Linked DNA regions of Mus musculus: region 2 is linked to region 1. A link is a contact called in public HiChIP or PLAC-seq data. All regions are on one chromosome and are shown on one strand. Each heading gives the region's core, a stretch centred on a gene start, on an enhancer-like site or on the middle of the called end of the contact. The rest is flanking DNA. Distances are from core to core; before and after follow the strand shown.

Evidence for each region. HiChIP or PLAC-seq counts read pairs in DNA pulled down with a chosen protein or histone mark.
Region 2: a contact with region 1 is called in an H3K4me3 HiChIP or PLAC-seq map of intestinal villus epithelium, with 6 read pairs. The contact joins the promoter of Prkar1b here to the enhancer-like site in region 1. A contact is called at or near these places in 2 of 39 promoter capture datasets (the SN4741 cell line and embryonic stem cells), 4 of 15 datasets of contacts at CTCF or cohesin (the NIH/3T3 cell line, embryonic stem cells and large pre-B cells), 11 of 484 Hi-C or Micro-C datasets (the 63-12 cell line, B cells, bone marrow-derived macrophages and 7 more), 17 of 115 datasets of contacts at active chromatin or transcription factors (craniofacial prominence, embryonic basal ganglia, embryonic forebrain and 11 more) and 3 of 9 other capture datasets (adipose tissue, embryonic stem cells and liver).

What each region holds. Positions count from the first base shown.
Region 1 is chr5:138,847,807-138,853,231 of GRCm38.p6, reverse strand. No RefSeq gene overlaps it. Among named protein-coding and RNA genes, the nearest start is that of Gm30206, 25 kb to the right of the region's middle. Within about 2 kb of position 3,156, at least 18 of the 459 cell types and tissues checked have an H3K27ac peak or open chromatin away from gene starts, as enhancers often do. A contact at or near this core is called in the 63-12 cell line, intestinal crypt epithelium and intestinal villus epithelium, where this site is marked.
Region 2 is chr5:139,126,568-139,132,528 of GRCm38.p6, reverse strand. It overlaps Prkar1b (protein kinase, cAMP dependent regulatory, type I beta), which reads left to right and starts at 2,777. Exons shown (of 11, transcript NM_008923.3): 1 at 2,777-2,885; 2 at 4,744-4,942. The coding sequence starts at 4,766.

The DNA.
Region 1 (5,425 bases), core at 1,907-4,406:
CTCACCAGCAGCATTCGCCAGTGTGTGCACACGAAGGCCAGAGACTGATATCAGATACTTCCTCAGTCACTTCACTTACTTTTGTGCACAGTCTCTTACTGAGTTAGAGCTTACCCATTTGGTTAAGGCTGGCAGGCCAGTGAGCCCCTGAGACCTTCCTCTCTCAACCTTCCTAGTCCTGGAATTATAGGTGCTCACAGCACATCTGGCTTTTTACCTGGGGCTGGGGACAAACTCAGATCCTCAGGTTTGTGTGGCAAACATTTTTACTGAGTCATCTTCCCAGCCCTTGGAACATTCTGGAATGAAGGAGTGTCTTAGTTACTTTTCAATTGCTGTTATAACATGCTATGGTCGAGGGCTGGAGAGATGGCTCAGTGGTTAGGAGAACCCAATACTCCTCTTTCTAGAAGATCCAGCATCCACATGACAGCTAAAAACTGTCTGTAACTCTAGTTCCTGGGGATTTGATTTGTTTTTCTAACTAATGTAGACACCAGGCAAGAGTATGGTGACCATACATTCAAGCAAAATGATCATACACATGAGATAAATTATTAAAAAGGAAAAAAAAGACACTACGACCAAAGGCAACTTATAGATGAAAGAATTTATTTAGGACTTAGAGTTTTAGAAGGTTACAGTGGATATGAACACCATGTCATGGCAGCATGGCAGCAGGCAAGCAAGCATGGCACTGGAGCAGTAGCTGAGAGCTTCTATCTTGAGAAACAACCAAGAATCACAGAGCACCACCTGGAATGTTGTGGTCTTTTGAAACCTCAAAACTCACTCACAGTGATAAACTTCCTCCAAGGCCATACCTCCTAATCCTTCCCAAAGAGTTCCACTAACTGGGGAACAAGCATTAAAAACGTGAGTCTGTGAGGGCCATTCTCATTCAAACCGCTAGGGGCCTCAAAGGTGCTGCAGCAACAGGGAAGTAGAAGGTTCCATCTGCACTACTCAGGAGTTCAGAATGGCCTGGAAAGGACAAGACGACACCCAAGCACACACATCTAAGGACGGCTCATAGGTGACAAATGGTGAGGAGTGACAATGGAGTGAGTCATGGGCTAGAGTGAGCTTCACCCTCAGGAGCCTCAGGTCAAACACCACCACCATGAAAGAAAAGAGAGAAGGGAAAAATTAAGGCCAAACATGGTGCTGGTGCTGGCGGGGGAATTACATATCATTCCTTAAATATATCACAGTATTTTAGTCAATGAAGTCACCAAGATTTGAGGTAGAGTCAAGTTAATGGAGGGATTAGAGTTATGGAGACTGGGGCTAGGGAGGCAGGGGTCATGGACGCTGGGGTCAGGAAGGCAGGAGTCGGGGAGGCTGATGTAGGGAAGGCAGGGTTTGAGGGAGCTGGGCTCAAGAAGGCTGGGATTAGGAAGGTAGGGGGCCAGGACTCTGGAGTCATGGAGGCAGGGCTAATTGAAGTTGGTCTCCTTGTGAGCTGGATAGAACTAGTTCCGCTAGCTTACTGGCCTCCTCACTCATTTGCCTTCTCCTTGAGAATCTTCTCAAGCTCTTGGCCAGAGCAGGGTGATAGCTTCCTGTGAGTTCTGAGTTCACTGGAAGCCACACTACTTACCAGGTCAGTTGGCACCTATTCTGGAAACAATGCCAATATCACTCAAACAAAGACAAACACCCTGTGTAAAGTTAGGGCACAGATAGCTGGGAGCCTTCTTTCTGACTGTTACGGCTAATGGAAGGCTTCCAGAGAGTCGCTGTGTACTGGGAAGGGCCGGAGTACCACCCACAGCAATGGCTTTTTGCTCAACACTCCTGTTTAATGTGGAAGTCTCACAGGCTTTTAATGCAGGTAAGCTGTAACTGCAGATGGACTGATACTCCCGGAATGGTGAGCTCATTTGACTTAAACACAGGATGCCAGGCTGGGCCAACAAAAGTTCATCATGTGGAGTTAGAGCACTCATGGCCTGTGGCTTTCTGGGATCTGGCCATTTCCTCCCCTCCTGCACACAAAGGGGTAAAAGGGGAATAAAGGAGAAGAGATAGAGACACTGGGAACTCTGGGTCTCAGCTGTCTGTGCTGGGACCATGTGTGACAATTGGCTGGTGTATGAGTTCTACCAAGAACAGGGGGGGCCAAGAACAGGAGAGAGAGCAGACTCTCTCCTCGCAGCCAGTCTTGCTTTGGGGGTTCCCCGAGGACTTGGCTATCAGTGTCAACTAAGTGTTGGGCACGATGCTAAGTGGGCTGGTTATGTCAGGCGGTCAGTGCCTGCATCACTGATGCCCATGATGAGGGCACTCCTCAGGTAGGATGGCAGAGGGAAATGTGGTCGAGCCAACTCCTTGAACAAGGAGAGGATACCCTACACACATAAGGCTGTAGGGCCCTAAGCAGGGTAGGTTTTGGTATCAGTGGCCCAAAGATCCCATTCTGGCCCTGATTTCTTTTTATCCCCGCCTTCTGCCTAGCTGGCCTCGTTCCAAATCAAGCTGTCCCCCAGGTACACACAAAAGAGCTGCTGTAGTTCCAGGTTTCATATCGAAGTACCACCCCGCCCAGGAAGGAGAGTTTGATCGGTTCCAACTGTTCACACAGAGAATCACAATGGGGCCCCTGAGGTCAGGTGCCTACCCTTCAGTGCACACATGGGGCTGGGGAGAAAAAGATGTGCCAGGTTACAGGGGAGGGATGTGAACTGTGGGTGCTGGGTACATATGGTGACCTCTGCCACCCAAAGGTCATATATGAGTATGACCTTTTAATAAAAAGCTCCATCCTTTGGGCTTATTTCACAGACAGGAACTTAGAAAGTTTAGGGTAAGAGGAAATTTGGGCTGGCCAGTGCAGTAGAGTTTGCCTGAGACCAGAGTCTGGAAGGGGTGTGGGAAGACCGGGGTGCTCACCAGAAGCTCCATTCAAGACATGTAGAGAACACGCCAGACACCTGAGGGGTGTGTCTTAGCGGACTCACCCAGACCAAGAAGTTTCGAAAGGCTGAAATGGGCGGATTGATTGTATCCGCTGGCTTCCGGGATCTCCCAGGCTCCTGTAGCCATTTACAGAAAGTCAATGCCACCAGAATGATTCATGTTCTTAGGAGCATGTATGAATCGTCTCTGGTGGAACCCCGCTGACTGTCATCTGGGGACAGAAGGTCACATCACACCTAAGCTCAACAGGGCATCCCTGCCTCCTCCTCCTCTGCTGGCGGTCAGAGGATTTACTGGCTTCCTCATTGCCCCACTAAGTTCAACAAAACCTCTGAATGTCAGTCGCATGCCGCTTCCTTTTTATCACTCACCTGGTCCTTAGGTGGGTCCAAGCTCTGGAGTAGTGGCTGGGGAGCCTGGCAGGATGCCAAGGAAGGGCTTGCAGGTGTTCTGGCCCTGCCGTGCTGTTCTAGACAGCCCGAGTGAGCGAGCGAGCGAGCGAGCGGCTGCCTTCTGGCGACTCACTACTCAGCTGCTCACACAGACTTCACGATCATCTCCCATATCCGGCTTCAGGCTAAATCATTCTCACTACAGTGTGAGTGGCTGTGGATGGCTTTCCACGGTACCTCTCAGCCTCTCCGTTGGCATCACTTTAAGTGTTGTCCCTTTCTCCCCTCCCCCTCCACTCATCTGTGGACGTGACCTGAAGCAGCTCTTCTCGGGTTCAAAGTTCCTTCAGTATTTCTGTTTTCAAGGAAATTCTACATTCAGTGTCAGAGTACATTTGCGTGTTAGCATCAGACAGCATGGAAGTGGCTTCCCTCAGAGGGACCTGGTTTACTCTAGGGCCGTGTGTCTCATCCTATGGGTTACAACCCCTCTGGGGGTTGAACAAGGGTCAGATCATCAAAAAGCACGAATATTTCCACTGAGATTCATAACAGCAGCAAAGCTGCAGTTATTAAATAGCAACAACAATAATTTTATGGTTGGAGGGTCACCACAACATGAGGTACTGTACTAAAGGGTTGCAACGTTAGGAAGGTTGAGAACCACAAGTCTAGGGACAGATCCGTTCTGCTTTTCCAAACCCTGTGGCTCTCTTAGAGATGCCGTAGTGCACTACATCAGCAGGAGAGGCAGGGACTCAGGGACCCTTCGCTCTCTCCCAGGCCCTCAGGTCCCAGTTAGTAGGGAGTGCCTCAAGGCAAGCAGAGAGTGAGTCCAGAGGCTGCTCTGAGCTCCAACCTGGGTCAGAGACCCTAAGTGAGCTTCAGAGAGGCACAATAAGATGTAAGGGTAAATAAAGAGAGGTAAAGAAGCTGGCGGCAAGGGTCTGAGCCTGCCATTCACAGCCTCCATACTCCCCTGGGCAAGCCCTTCTAGAAAGCAAGGGAAGTTATGGGATGAGGTCTTTAGAAACTTTGCAAGGTCAAAGATACACCTGACCATGGATCCCACTGTGATTCTCTGTGTGAGAATGGAACAGATCAAACTCTCCTTCCTGGGCCAGAACCCAGTGGGTTATGTGTCAGTGTCCATAAGGTCTTTGGGAGGTCATCTGGCCTTGGGGTCAGAGTTCCTAGGCCAAGTGTCAAGGGGCGCTAACTTTACGGTGAATACTCACTTTGCCTACAGTAGCCACACTTTCAGGTTGGAAACTCGGGTGGATATTACAAGCTTTGACCCTATTGGCGTTTCATGAGAGGCTATCTCATCCCACTCAAAGGCTATCTGCCATGTTCCTTCCGGATCTCCACTACCTGTGTTCCCACAAGACTGTTTGTTTGCCCTAACTCCCAGGCTTGCTGAAAGAGGCCTTATGAGTAAAGCAGGCGGGCTTGTGGGTCCACCCTGGTGTGAAGAGCCATTCCTCCTCCCCCTCCCCTCCACTATCATCTCATCCTTACTGACCCCAGATCGGGCGGGTGGCTTAGGATGTATGTCCCAAGGGGCTTGTTTTGTAAGAGTGGCCTTGCCATTGCAGCTGGAGCTGCCTGGGCCTGGTTTATGGGTAGCCCTCTGCTGCCACCTGGTGTCCATTGTCTGCCACGCACCCTTTCTACTGGACTTTGGCGTTGCAGATGTGCGCATGCTCCTGGCTGTTGCACGAGGAGTCCCTGGGGTGGGGTTACATGTGTTAAGTGTGTGTGTGTGTGTGTGTGTGTGTGTGTGTGTGTGTGTGTGTGTGTGTGTGTGTGTGTGTATTTTGAGGAGGATATTGGCACCCCTAAAGTCCTGCTGGTACTGGGCCTGACATCCACTCATGAACAGTGCTTTTTAACTGGGCACACCGCAAATTGGCAGAAGCAGCGCTGCACCTGGAGGTTCCAACCCCTTGATAGCAATGGGGGAAAGTGAGTCCCCACGCCTCCTCCTCTGTCCGTGGCCGTGGCCTTAGTGACTTTTTCGGTGGTCTGGCCCCCCATGGAGCGCATCAGTTCCGCTGAGAGCTGTAAAGGATGGAGGCCTGCTTGTGGGTGGAGTTGCATTCTCCTGG
Region 2 (5,961 bases), core at 1,528-4,027, 280 kb before region 1:
AATGAGCCATCTTCCTTTCTGAACTCCACAGAACAGCCCCTCACCATGCACCATGAGTAAATAAGATCAGCAACTCTACCTCAGTGACTTTTTTCTTTTGCCTTTTATTTATTTTACTTACATTCTGGAGACAGGGCCTCTCTAGGTAGCCTAGGCTCACGTTTCTATTTTCCAGTTTCCAGGTGCCGGGGACCAACATTCATTTTGTGGCATGGGGTGGGGCATGTTGGGGTGTGTGTGTCTCACTATGTAGCTGTGGATGGCCTAGAATTCACTGCATAGACCAGGCCTCCAACTCACAGAAATGCCCCTGCCTCTACCTTCCCAGTTCTTAGTTAAAAGCTATCTTCTTTTTTGAGATAGGATTTTCTCACTGGCCTTGCCCAAATTCCCCAAGTAGGCTAGAGTGGCTGGCCAGGGAATCCCAGGTTCTATCCCCAGCACTACAGGAAGGGAACCTCAAGAAGCCAAGGTCCCTGGACTAGGTTACTAGAGTAGCCCAGACATAACCAAGAATGGCAGGAGCTGCCTTCACAGGGGGCCACAGCAGCAGGCATTGCTGTAAGGCCCAGGGACCTGGTTCTTGGTTGGTTCCATAATTCCTGATGGCTAGCCCCTGACCAAGGGTTCTTGTTGTGACAGGACAGTTCTATCCAAGGGGACTTGCCTTTCAGGCAGTGTACTTCAGTAGACGTCTGCTTGTGTGTGTGCGCCTTGTGATCTGAGGACTGTTCTTGAGGGTCACCCCACCTCTCCGAAGGAACAACATGAAGGGTAGTCTTTATAGGGAACTTCAAAAAACAGAGAGCCCCTTAGAGGTGGGGATGGGGTCCCCAGGGGAGAAAACCCAGTCCTTATTTATGCATGTGGTACATGCCTACAAGCCTAGCATTTCAGAGGTAGAAGAATAAAGATCAGGAGTTTAAGGCCCATCCTTAGTGATTTTGAGATTAGCCTTGGGTTAGTAGCAAAACAAAAAACAAAAAACAAAAACAAAAACAAAAAAGGAAGAGGAGGAGAGTGGAGAGCAGCCCTGGAGGATTCAACCCCATAGCCCAAGTTCCAGGATAGAAATTGGCTCCTTTTTGCTGACTTTGCTCAGTGCTTTCTGCATCCCCGCAGGAGCCAGGAGGAGTTGGGGCTAGAGAGGGAAGTGGGTGATGGAGAAGGCAGGTGACCCCATCTGAGTGCTGGCAGGTAGCAGCACATGAGTTACTTAGGAAAGGCAAGTTTTCGTTTTGGTAAGATGGGACTTGAATTCTTGAAAAAAAAAAAAAAAAGACCCTTTCCCACTAGGTATGTCTGTCACTCAGGTGGACAGATCTGGGGAGGCAGGCTGGAGGGCAAGGCCAGGGAAGTGTGAGCTACATCTTCATCATCATCATCTTCTTCTTCTTCTTCTTCTTCTTCTTTTTCTTCTTCTTCTTCTTCTTCTTCTTCTTCTTCTTCTTCTTCTTCTTCTTCTTCTTCTTCTTCTTCTTTTTTGGTTTTTTGAAACAGGGTTTCTCTGTATAGCCCTGGCTGTCCTGGAACTCACTCTGTAGACCAGGCTGACCTTGAACTCAGAAATATGCCTGCCTCTGCCTCCCAAGTGCTGGGATTAAAGGCATGCACCACCATGCCCGGCTGAGCAGTGTCTTTTTTTTATTTTATTTTATTATTTTTGTTTATTTTATCATATACTTGTTTTGTTTTATTATTAATTTCATTCTAGATTTGATTTTATTCGAGACAGAACCTCATGTAGCCTAGGCTGGCCTCAAACTTGCTATTGTAGGCAAACATACAATACAGACAATGCGCTGCTCCTGTTGCTACACCCCACGTGCTGGGATCACTGGTGTGTGCTGCCATGTTGGTGCATTGCTGGTGATGGGACCCTGAGCTCCTGCATGCTAGGCAAGCACGATATCAACTGAGCCCTGTTCCAAAGCAGCAAGTCCTTTTACAGCAGTTTTCCTTCACATTGGCAGGAAGAGGTGTGGGCCACCGCCAGCCCTGCCTGCTGAGAGCACAGGCCAGGTTGGTGGCCATGTGGAGACATGTGTGTCAGGAGGAGGAGGGCTGGTGAATGTGGCAAGAGGTATCAGGCAGCTGGGCAATGGGGTACCCCTGAACGATAGGGAATGTGGGCAGGTGAGTGGAGGAACAAATTCAGGGAGCTGGTCAGTGTAGATAGACGAGTGGGGAGCTGGTGAATGGAAGAACAGATTGGGGAACAGGGTGTGAGCACAGGTGAGTCAGGACAGGTGAGTGGGGGGAATACGTGGTGGACTGGAGAATATAGACAGGCCAGAAGATTGGAGATGTCTTCTCCAGCACCTTTGAGTCTCATCCTTCCTCCTGCAGCTCAGATCACTGGGAGAAGATGGACTCTGTTTCCACAGGAGCAGATGGCGCAGGACAGGATGCGTGCGTGGTGGCTAATTTTTGCTACAGGCCTCGGCTTTAGAGTGGGCAGGCACTGAATGAGACTCAGAATGACAGCTCAGACAGAGCACGGTGCCACTGTGCCCTGAGCAGAGAGAGCATCTAGGCCCGGAAGGAGCGGCGCCAGCCAGGTCGGGCTAGCTTAGGAAGAGAGGAATGGGGTGGTAGGAGGTCCGGGTGGCAGGACCTGTGTGTGTGCGGGGACGCGGGGCCTGCGCGACAGAGCTCTGGTGTGTCCCTGGCATTCAGAGACAGCTGTGGGGCGGTCCCTGGGGAGGACAGCGGTCGGTGGGCGACCCGCGCGGGCGCGGTGCGCGGGGCCTGGCGGCCGGCGGCGACGCGCAGCGGGGGCGGGCGGAGGGCGGCGCCGCTGCAGTGCGGGGACCCGCTCGCCGTCCCCGCGTCCCCGCGTCCTCGCGCAGCCTCCTCCGGCCTCGGGCACCGCGCATCTACAGGTACGCAGGCTGGGGTGGGGTCTGTGTAGGGACCCGGCCCTATCTGGAGCTGGGTGTCAGCGGGAACTGGGGTGGGGTGGGGGACTCACGGGGACACGAGGGATTTGGGGAGGGGCGCAATCAGCCCCGCGGGGCTACGCGGGTGGAGGCGGGGGTGGGGTGGGGGGAGAACTGTTGGCGTCCAAGGTGGTACCAGGCCTTTGTAAAAGCTCTCAGGACAGGGTTGGGTTGGTCCCCTGTACCCACCAGGGTCTGGAGGCGCCTTGCACTCACCACCATCTGGGGGCGTCCCCAACTCTCCTCTGGTGGGCCCAGGGTTTGGGGACCGAGTCACGGTATGTGTGTGTGTGTGTGTGATTCCCCATCCTTCTGAGGCTAGGTGTACCTCCTCGTCCTCATCCGCCATGGGGTCCCCTCAACCCCAAGGCCTCTAGGCTGGATGATTCCAATCAGTGTGGGGCGGGGCGATGACCTGGACGTTGTGACTCAACACTGCGCAGGACACTCACTAGAGCCTTCTAGAGCCTTCGGGCCTCTGTTACTGTCTTCCAAGCCCCCCACCCCCACCCCTCAGCTCACTTCCATTGTTTTCTTTACCCTCTTTGCCTTTCTCATGAAACAAGCCACCCCAATCCTTTGACAGCACCCCCCTCGCGCCCCACCCACCCGCGCTGGGGCCTTAGATCGTGACAACATCAACCTTAAAAGGGGGGAGAGTGTGGATGAAAAAAAAAATGAAGCATCATGGTTTGCATAGTGGGGGCGCCAAACACCCAACTTATTCCACCTGAAATTTCTCAGAAATGGAGAGAGAACCGTATGCAAATCATACTTGATCTCTTTCATCCCTGAAGGAACCTGTTCCGAAGTAAGGAAGGCGTTTGAGCCTTTGAGTGATGAACTAACTCATCAGAGAAAACCCTTTGACAAACGTGACTTCTGGCGTTATACACACTGGAGTTAATCATTAACAATAAACCTTACATGCTGGGAGGCCCTCTTCCACTGATGTACAGCCCTATGTTATTTTTTTAATTAAATGTTTTGTGTGCATGCGTCTCTCTCTCTCTCTCTCTCTCTCTCTCTCTCTCTCTCTCTCTCTGTGTGTGTGTGTGTGTGTGTGTGTGTGTGTGTGTGTGTGTAGAAGGCCAGTGGTTGGTCTTGGGTGCATTCCTTGACCACTTTCCACCTTATACAGTGAGGCACAGTTTCTCCCTGAACTCATAGCTCACCGATTCAGATAGTCTAGCTAGCTAGCTTGCCCCAAGGACCCTGGCTTCACTTCCCTCACCCTGGGACTGTAGGCCACCATGCCCACCTGGCATTTCTGTGGGTGCTGTGGATCTGACCTTCTGTCCTCATGCTCGGGCCTTAGATGTTTTATCTACTGAACCATCCTGTCAGTATCTCCCCTGCCCTCCCTCTTTTTAAAGGCAAAGTTTACATAGACCAGGCCAGCCTCCAACTTGTTATGTAGCAAAGGCTGGCTTTAAACTCCTTATCTTTATGTCTTTCCGTGCTGAGGAGTGCTGGGGTTATAGTTATGCATCACTGCAGAGTTCATTGGTGTTGGGCATGAAATCTGCATACTAGGCTAGTATTTTACCAACTAAGTCATATTCTCTAAACCCATTCCAGGCTTTTACTTTTTACTTTGAGACAGGTTCTCACTAAGTTGTATAGGCTGGTCCTGTTCAGGCAGACCTTGAACTCACAGTCCTCCTGTGTTCATCTTCTGAGTAGCTGGCATGACAGGCCTGTACCACCAGGCCCAGCCCACGTGTACTTTATATAGTTTATGGTAGAACAGTTTGGCTTCCCCAACACCTCCTAAAGCTGATTGTGTCATCTGTAACAGGAGCATAGAAGACATTCTGACCATGGCCTCCCCATCATGCTTCCACTCGGAGGATGAGGACTCTCTGAAAGGATGCGAGATGTACGTGCAGAAACATGGCATCCAGCAGGTGCTCAAAGAATGCATTGTGCACCTCTGTGTCGCCAAGCCGGACCGGCCACTGCGATTCCTCCGGGAGCACTTTGAGAAGTTGGAGAAGGTCAGTGCCCCTAGTATCCTTTGTAGGTGGCCTGGGCAAAGCTGCTTCAAGTCCCTCCTTGGAATTCCAAGATAGTGATGCTCCTATATCCCAGATCTGTCAGGATCATGGGAAGCAAGGCTGGGGCTGAAGCTCCATGGTAGAGCCCCTTCCTAGATTCCCCAGGCAAGGGGCTAGAGGGTGTGGCTCAGTGGTAGAGCCCCTGCCTAGAATCCCCCAGTGAGGGGCTGGGGGCCTGGCTCAGTGGTAGAGCCCCTGCCTAGAATCCCCCAGGGAGGGGCTGGGGGCGTGGCTCAGTGGTAGAGCCCCTGCCTAGAATCCCCCAGGGAGGGGCTGGGGGCGTGGCTCAGTGGAAGAGCCCCTGCCTAGAATCCCCCAGTGAGGGGCTGGGGGTGTGGCTCAGTGGTAGAGCCCCTGCCTAGAATCCCCCAGTGAGGGGCTGAGGGCGTGGCTCAGTGGTAGAGCCCTTGCCTCCAATCCCCTAGTGAGAGAGGCTGGACCCCCACCACCACCTCCCATGAATAAGGCCCTGGGCTACATTCCCAGTAATTCGATTGACTTGACACTGACTTTTCTTTATTTGGCCTTGGCTTCATCTCTGGGTCCCACACTCTCGCTTTCTATTTCTTTGAGGTTTACAGTCTTCAGAACTCTCACAGACTGGTTCAGGGATTATTTATCTGAACCTGGTTAGTGGCCACAGGACTCGCTGGCAGTTTTCATATGGACCAGATGGGGATGAAGTCTGGTTATGTGTGTATGTCTTAAGAAGATCTCACGTTGTAGTCCAGCTTCGTCTGATACCTGCCACTATCCTCCTGCTTCATTTTCTTCAGTGCTGGACCACTTTGTCTGGCTGAGGTCTAGTGATAGAAACCATCCTAAAGTCTAGTGGCCAGCCATCAGAGCCAGATTGTCAAGCCCCCAGATCCCAGTGAGAGGAGTGAAGAGCTGGCTCAGCAGTTAAGAGCATGCACTGGTTGCTTTTCCACAGCACCCGGATTTGATTCCCAACACCC